3 separate regions of the Pan troglodytes genome follow, and regions 1 and 3 are each linked to region 2. Evidence: chromatin contacts called from public HiChIP or PLAC-seq data. All regions are on one chromosome and are shown on one strand. The core of a region is the stretch at or near the end of the contact, and the rest is flanking DNA. Distances in the headings are between cores, read along the strand shown. Region 1 holds the start of COA7 (cytochrome c oxidase assembly factor 7). Region 2 holds the start of CPT2 (carnitine palmitoyltransferase 2). Region 3 holds the start of ZYG11A (zyg-11 family member A, cell cycle regulator).

Evidence for each region. HiChIP or PLAC-seq counts read pairs in DNA pulled down with a chosen protein or histone mark.
Region 1: a contact with region 2 is called in an H3K4me3 HiChIP or PLAC-seq map of stem cell-derived excitatory neurons, with 7 times the contacts expected there. The contact joins the promoter of COA7 here to the promoter of CPT2 in region 2. A contact is called at or near these places in 2 of 7 Hi-C or Micro-C datasets (induced pluripotent stem cells and stem cell-derived neural progenitor cells) and 1 of 1 datasets of contacts at active chromatin or transcription factors (stem cell-derived excitatory neurons).
Region 3: an H3K4me3 HiChIP or PLAC-seq map of stem cell-derived excitatory neurons shows a contact between it and region 2, with 5 times the contacts expected there. The contact joins the promoter of ZYG11A here to the promoter of CPT2 in region 2. A contact is called at or near these places in 1 of 7 Hi-C or Micro-C datasets (stem cell-derived neural progenitor cells) and 1 of 1 datasets of contacts at active chromatin or transcription factors (stem cell-derived excitatory neurons).

The regions. Positions count from the first base shown.
Region 1 is chr1:178,304,867-178,307,566 of NHGRI_mPanTro3-v2.0_pri, forward strand. COA7 (cytochrome c oxidase assembly factor 7) reads left to right here and starts at 1,424. Exons shown (of 3, transcript NM_001242594.3): 1 at 1,424-1,569. The coding sequence starts at 1,464.
Region 2 is chr1:177,796,353-177,799,052 of NHGRI_mPanTro3-v2.0_pri, forward strand. CPT2 (carnitine palmitoyltransferase 2) reads right to left here and starts at 1,269. Exons shown (of 5, transcript XM_001148628.8): 1 at 936-1,269. The coding sequence starts at 1,087.
Region 3 is chr1:178,160,536-178,163,235 of NHGRI_mPanTro3-v2.0_pri, forward strand. ZYG11A (zyg-11 family member A, cell cycle regulator) reads right to left here and starts at 1,400. Exons shown (of 14, transcript XM_063817360.1): 1 at 1,111-1,400. The coding sequence starts at 1,200.

The DNA of each region.
Region 1 (2,700 bases), core at 174-2,673, 510 kb after region 2:
AGGCGTGGTGGTGGGCACCTGTAAGCCCAGCTACTCGGGAGGCTGAGGCAAGAGAATCGCTTGAACCTGGGAGGCGGAGGTTGCAGTAAGCTGAGACCGCACTATTGCACTTCAGCCTGGGCAACAAGAACGAAACTCCATCTCAAAAAAAAAAAAAGATGAATAGGAAGTGGCTGTCTTAGGAGAACTTTCCATCTAAGCTTTATGGAACTGATGATTCTTAGCAGGAACAGGAGCAGGAAAACAAAGCAAAATGTAGGTAAATTTCCTCTCCTCCTCCCCATCTCCTTGACATGTTCCTTTTCTACCTCATTCATTCTTTTTCGCTGCTGTCGCCCAGGCTGGAATGCAATGGCGCAATTTCGGCTCACTGCAACCTCCACCTCCCAGGTTAAAGCAATTCTCCTGCCTGAGCCTCCCAAAGAGCTAGGATTACAGGTGTGCTCCCTGTAATTTTGTATTTTTAGTAGAGACCCCTGCTAATTTTGTATTGTTAGTAGAGACAGAGTTTCACCAGGTTGGCAAGGCTGGTCTCGAACTCTTGACCTCAGGTGATCCACCCACCTCGGCCTCCCAAAGTGCTGGGATTACAGGCGTGAACCACCGCGCCCGGCCTCATTCATTCTTTTATTTTTTTAAAAAAAATTATTATTGCATACCAACTCCCTCACTTACTGTGTGACCTTGGACAAATTACTTAATTTCTCTGTACTTTAGTTTTCTTATCTGTAGAATGGGGATAATAATAATACCTACCCATAGTGTCACTGTGAGTGTGTTTACAGTGACATGATATATAATGAGAATTAAATGAGTTAATTCATATAAAGCATTTAGAGCCTGGAACAAAGTTCAGCACTGTTTGAGTACTAGGTGTTATAACAGTGACGTTGCTACACCCTTCACTGCTACTGTGTTCCAGTCAACATCTCCCATAGCCATTCATTGCTTAGGTAATTCATGTTGGTGGCCAAGACAGGTCTGGGAAGAAGAGAGATGAATCAGACTGCTCACTGCACTTTGTCCAGCTACACCTGGCACATATAGAAGCTCCTCTAAATGCTTGCTGAATGGATAAGCGAATGTCTTCCTATTGAACTCCAAGTTCTTTGAAGGCAGGGACCATACTCCTAGCTGTCATATCCCTAGAACAATGCACTGGTGAGGCACACAGTAGGCGCTTAGGGATTATACATAGATAAATGACTGCAGGTGGAAAATCACTAAGGCTACAAAGCGAGCATAGATAAGGTGCTGCAGAGAGACCGCCCCCAGTTTCAGGAAGGCGGTTAGCCCTGGAAGCGTGGCTGCCAGCGCCCTTAACGGCGCGGTGGCTGCTGGGAAGCGCAGGCTCGCTTGGCTCGCCCCGGGATCCCGGGAGAGCGCCGCGGATGGCGACAGCCCCACGCCCCGCTCCGCCCCCTCCGCCGGCTCACGTGACCGTCTTTGGGCCAGCGCGAACCATGGCCGGCATGGTGGACTTCCAGGATGAGGAGCAGGTCAAGTCCTTTTTGGAGAACATGGAGGTGGAGTGCAACTACCACTGCTACCACGAGAAGGACCCGGACGGTGAGCGGCTCCAGCGCAGCCCGGCGACGCGTCGGGGAGGGACGTGCCCGGAGAGGTCTGGTCTGCGACCTCTGAGAGGCTGGAGAAGGAATCATGTGGCGGGCGGGGGTCGGGGTCTGTGGATCGCGGTGACCGCGTGTGTTGGGAAGGGCGATGTGTCCCGGGAAGACCGAGCCAGGAGGCCGGGGCGGGTAGGAAGAGACGTGCTGGGGCTTTTGGGTTAGGGACTGGGGATCCATCGGTGAACAGATGAAACTCCCTGCCCTCGTGGAGCTTCCAAGCTAGTGCGGGGAGTCGGGCAATAAGCCTCAGGTAATTTATGAAATCGTGTTCGAAAGTAGTAAGTACCGGCCGGGAGCCGTGGCTCACGCCTATAATCCCAGCACTTTGGGAGGCTGAGGCGGGTGGATCACGAGGTCAGGAGATCGAAACCATCCTGGCTAACACGGTGAAACCCTGTCTCTACTAAAAATACAAAAAATTAGCCGGGCGTGGTGGCAGGCGCTTGTATTCCCAGCTACTCGGGAGGCTGAGGCAGGAGAGTGGCGTGAACCCGGGAGATGGAGCTTGCAGTGAGCAGAGATCGCGCCACTGCACTCCAGCCTGGGCGACAGAGCGAGACTCCGTCTCAAAAAATAAATAAATAAAATAAAAAGAAAGTAGTAAGTGCCGTGGAAAAAAGACTGGGTGAAGGGTATCAGGAGGGCAGGAGGGCAGTTTTAAATTGAGTGATCAGGGAAGATCACTGAGAAAGTGGCAATTGAATAAAGCCTTGAAGAAGGTAAGGGAGTGAACCATGCAGTTCTTACCATAGGTAACAGCTGGCGAAGACGCCCTGAATCACAAATGTGTCCCGTGTGTTGTGTGAACATTGAATTGACTTAAGAGTATAGGTGGATGGTGGCGACCAGAGGGGTCCACCCAGAGCAGCTAATACCTTTGGGTGGTTTTCTTCTTCTTGCTTTATTTTTATTTTTTGTATTTTCTTTCTTTTTTGAGATAGTATGTCACTACGTTGTCCAGGCTGGTCGCAACTCCTGGGCTCAAGTGATCCTCCCGCCTTTGATTACAGGCATGAACCACTGCGCGCTGCCTACTTTTTAATTTTTTTGTTTTTTTGAGACTGAGTCT
Region 2 (2,700 bases), core at 19-2,518:
GCTGGATTTAAGAAAGTACTGGGGGAGGGAAGGGGAAGAGGATTTACTAGGGCTATTTTCAGAGGGGAAGTCGATTCTGGGTGAAGTGTTTCGAAGGCAGGGTAGCCAGTGGTGAGGAGGAGAAGAGAAATTTGGGTGGACCCTGGATCTGAGTATGATGGAGTGTGGATGGGGTACTGAGGGTGGTGTCTAGAATTCTGTGAGGGTGAGCTGCACTTACAAGGGGGTGGGTGAGGAAGGATATTTTAAGGGGAGGAACCTGTTGAGGAGGGCTTGGAGAGAGTGAAAGGTTTCCGGGTGAACACTGGATTTAGGAGATTAAAGATTTAAAAACATGGGGGAGGGTCAGTTGAGGACAAGGGTGAACACTTGAGGGCTGTGCTTGTGGGGGCTCATGGAGGGGTGAAAGAACAGAGTACTGGAGAAATGGGAGGTGGGGCTGAGGGTCCTGAGTGACAGGGGTGAAGGCGGTGCTGGGAGAAGTTAAGGAATGGTAACCATGATGTATTAGGAATCAGCCTACCCATATTCCGGGTAGGAATGTGAGGCAGTCATTAAAGTACTTCAGGAGACACCATAGTCGAGGGATTACAGCGGCGCTGGAAATATGCAGGTCTGGCATTTTTCAGGGAGAAGAGGACTCAGGATAGCTGGCTGGAAGTTAGGTTAAAGGAGAGGGAATCTGAGAAGCGTTCAAGATGGAGAATCTGAGATAGCATCGAGGGGTTCTGGAAGAGAATTTGAGGGTTCTGAGGTTCCTGTGCTAGGAGATTCTGAAAAGTCCCAAGACTTCCAGATAAGGGGCTGTGGCAGCCTCCATGGTAGGGGCTTGGGGGCGGAAACGGGTTCACTAGAAGACTCATGAGTGACTGCAGTCAGGTTGGGGCCGATCCTGGGACGGCGGCGGGCGGCGGGGACCCGGAGGCCGGGCTCACCTGGGCAGGCTGTCCTGGTAGTGCATGGTGGGCACGATGCTGCGCTGCAGGTACTGGCCGGGCCCGGAGCCGGCGCTGAGGGGCCGACTGGGGGCTCCCGGACCAACCGCGGGGCCCCAGGGCCAGGCGCGCAGCAGCAGGCGGGGCACCATCGTCCCGGGAGCCTGCGGCGGCGAGAACGCGGCAAGTGGGGAGTTCTGGAGTCTAAACACAAGGCCGCCGCCGCCTTTAGCGCCCAAGACACTGCGTCAGGACTCCTGGGGCACTTCTCCGCCCGCAGGCCACTTCCGGCCCCTGTAAGGCCGTCGGCTCCGCCCCGGACTGGCTCCTTCCGGGCAGGGGCCGCTCACTGACAGGCCCCGCCCACTACTAGGCCCCGCCCGGAAGGGGGCCCCAGCCTCCGCGCTGCTCGTCTCCCTTCCCTTCCCTAGGAGGCGGGAAACCGAGCGCCGCAGCCGCTCCTTCCCCTTTTTTGGAGCAAGACAGAAACTGGAGTTGGAGAAAAAAAGAAAAGCTAAGAAACGTGATTGGAATCTGATAACCCAAAATTTGATCCAGGCTCCATCCTTGCGAGACTGTGGACTAAATTTTAAACCTCTATTTCCTCACCTAAGAAGTAGATAGATCGTAATGATTCAAAGTACCTCCCAAAATTCTAGATATGAGATAAAGATAACATGTTATGCACAGTGCATGGTGCTTAATAGGAAAGCAGTAAACGGTAACGGTTGTTACTGTTGTTAGTAATCCGTGCTGAAGGTCATTGACATATAATGACCCTGAACCCTGCACAGCTACTGCCCTGCCAGCTCACCTGAGTGGATGGATATTAGAAAGGATTTGTGCAGGAGTTGGAAACCTGGAGTTTCCCGCTGGCCACCACTTCAGTGCAGAAAGCCCCTTCCGAGCGGAATCCCCTCTGCTTGAACATCCATTCTTGGCTTGAGCATTTCCAAAAACAAGAAGCTCACTGCTAAGAGGAAAGAAACCCTTGTCCTCTGGCTCTAGGAAGTCTTCCGTGTTCAGTCTGTTGGAAGAGGCTTCCTGTCACCACAGACCACCTCCAAGATTCCTTCCAACTCCTGACTCTAAGATTCCGCTACTTGAACATAGATCCATCATCCCTCATCCATCACAAAACAGCTGCAGAACACCCCACCACGCCCCAATCCCTGATCTTAGAAGTAGCTGCAGGATTAAGTAGGCTCTACTCCCATTTTACAGAAGAAGACAGGGAGTTACCAAAAGACACACAATTATGCTGCCTAGCTTGAGGCACAACAGAATTCCATTTTGGGAACAGAACTGCCCTTTAGCCCTGTTTGGGGCAGCCAAGTACATTCTGTCTGTTCCATAATTGGCTAAGCAGAGCCAGAAGCTGGAGCACACCACAAAGAGTACTGGATTGGGAGTCAGGAGACCGGACTTTTAGTTTCAGCTCTTTGTTATCTAGTTAGGTGACCTCGGATTGAACAGGAAGATCACTAACCAGCTCTGGCACTCATTCAGTGGTGATCACAAATGCTTAACCCATTTCCCGTTTAGAAAAAAACAGTGCAGCTTGCTGCCAGCACTTATTTCTTAGGGCAAATGGGAAATGGGTTAAGAACTAAGCATGAAATTCAGAAACACTGAATATCAAATCCTCCTCTCTTGAGGGGAGAAAAGGCCCAACTGGCCCAACTCCAAAACATCGGTGCCATTTGCCTGTAGTGTATAAGGCCAGAGGGAGAATATAAAACTCTTTCTGAAAATGAGCAATCTC
Region 3 (2,700 bases), core at 150-2,649, 360 kb after region 2:
CTACATAGGTAAAATGGAGCCTAGCAAAGCCTACAAAAGACGAGAGGTTACCAGACTGCTTTAGAAAGGCGACACTTGGCCGGGCGCAGTGGCTGACGCCTGTAATCCCAGCACTTTGGGAGGCCGAGGCGGGTAGATCACGAGGTCTGGAGTTCGAAACCATCCTGGCCAACATGGTGAAACCCCGTCTCTACTAAAAATACAAAAAATGAGCCAGGCATGGTGGCACGCGCCTGTAGTCCCACCTACTCGGGAGGCTGAGGCAGGAGAATCGCTTGAACCCCGGAGGCGGAGGTTGCAGTGGGCCCAGATCGCGCCACTGCACTCCAGCCTGGTGACAGAGCGAGACTCCGTCTCAAAAAAAAAAAAAAAGAAAGAAAGAAAGAAAGAAAAGAAAGGCGACACTTAACACACAGCAGGCGCTAAACACACATTCTTTGGGTTTGCATTTTGTCCAGAGCTAAGAGTAACAGGCATTCGGCAAAGGCTGGGGACGGGACGGGGACGGGGACGGGGGCGGGACGGGGGCGGACGCGCGGAACTGAAAGAATCTCAGACTTCGGGTTCCAGTTCCCCCAGCCGGACTAAGCTACTCGCCCGGCCCCGGGCCCGAAGGCCTCAGGTGGTAACGGCCAAAGGGTCACCGCCTCCGCGGGGCGCCGCGTCCACAACACGGGTGGGGAAACGGTCAAGGTTTGCGGCGTTTGGCTTCATGACTGCAAAAACACCGTCCACTACGGGCCAAGCCGAGTGCATGCCCTGCACCTACGTCTAAGCTCACAGCAGCCCGCACTGGGGCGAGGAATCCTGAGGAGGCTCGCCCCGGTCTCTGGGACTGGGCTCTCGCCGCGCTGCCTCAGGGCGCAAGTTCCACGCGCTTCGCCGGGCGCAGAAAAGCCCCCCCGCTCCGCGGCGCCCAGGCCGCCTCCCCCGACAACGCACCTCCGCGGCGACGCCTGCGCCTGGAAGGGGCTCGGCATCTAGACCGCAGCCCCGCGCGGGCCACACTCCCCAGCAAGTGCCTCGGCAGCGTCCCAGGAGACTCGCCGCGCTCGCCGGAGCTGGACGTGGCGCCGAGGTCCGCGTCGCCGCCCGCACCCCGGTGCTCACCTGTACCACGCAGCAGCCCAGGGCATCCTTCTGAGCGTCAGGAGGGACGATGTTCCGGGGCGTGTGGCCCGGGTGCAACAAATGAACCATGGCAACCCCGGCGGCGGGGCGTCAAAAAGAGAGCCGGCGTCGAGCCGGGGCCCGGATCCCGCGAGAACCAGGCGGGCGGCTACCAGGACGCGCCCACCACGCCTGCGAGGCACACGGAGCTAGCGCCGCGCCCTGCCGGCGAGCTTTTGAAATGCCCGGCGAGGCGACGCGCACGCGGGGGCCGGCCCGCCGCAGACCCCACCCCCCGGGCGGCCTCCTAGCCCCACCCGCCCCCCGACACGCCGCTGCCGGGGCCAACCGTTCTCCTCCCGCCTCCCCGGCCTCCCCAGACCAACCTGCCACGACCCAGCCGCTCACCCACTCCTTCCCAGCCCTGCACCTCAGGGCTTGAGAGGATATGCCCCGAGGACCGGCAGTGTAGGTTTGGGGAATACTGTATATATATATGTACACACACACACACACACACACACATATATATTCATTATTTCTATATATGTATATATTTTTTAAAGCTTTAATACATTAAAATATATATTTCAAAGACTTTGCCCCTGAAAATCTGGCAACAGCGCCTCTCTAACGGTCCTCTCTGTTTCAACTCCTTAGAGTCTCTGGATAAATCAAATATAAAACGAATACAAAATATTGGCAAGTATCTACCAAAAAATCTATTTAGCTTTCTTGTTACCTAAAAAGTACTCGAGAAGACCCTTATAACCTGCTCCAAGAAAGAAACCCCGAGAGACCCTTCTAACTTTCTCCAGGAAAGAAACTCCACAAGTTAGTACACATTAGCTAATTTAAGAGAAAGCAATACCTTGGAAAAGGAAAGTTCTCAAGAGCATGAGCCTTGGAGTTTGAATCCTGAATTAGAATGCCCGCTCAGCCATCTAGTGTTTGAGAACCTGGAGCAAGATTCTTGATGTCTCTGAAGCTCAACTTCCTCATCAGTAAAATAGAATGAGAATGCTTTATCTCACAGAGTTAAAGTAAGGATTAAATAATGTATGTAAAACACATCACAATGCTTTTTACATAGTAAGTCCTTGATAAGTGGATTGGATTCAGATGTTAAAATTATTTTTAAGTACTTTGCCTAATGCTTTTCTTTCATTTATTTATTCTTTTATTTAATCCACTTACTACAAGATGAAAAAAAATCCTGTGCTGTAGGTATCATCCCCATTTTTCTCACAGGGAAACTGAAGAACTGACAGGTTGAATAGACAACACGTTTTTTGGCCAGCTGATGAGTGGCCAACCTGGGAGTCAAAATTGAGTTTTCTTACTGCAAGTCCAATCAATATGCTTTTTTTTTTTTTTTTTAGACGGAGTCTCGCTCTGTTGCCCAGGCTGGAGTGCAGTGACGCGATCTCAGCTCACAGCAACCTCCGCCTCCTGGGTTCAAGTGATTCTCCTGCCTCAGCCTCCCAAGCAGCTGGGACTCCAGGCGCGCGCCACCACACCCGGCTAATTTTTGTATTTTTAGTAGAGACAGCGTTTCACCATGTTGGCCAGGATGGTCTAGATCTCCTG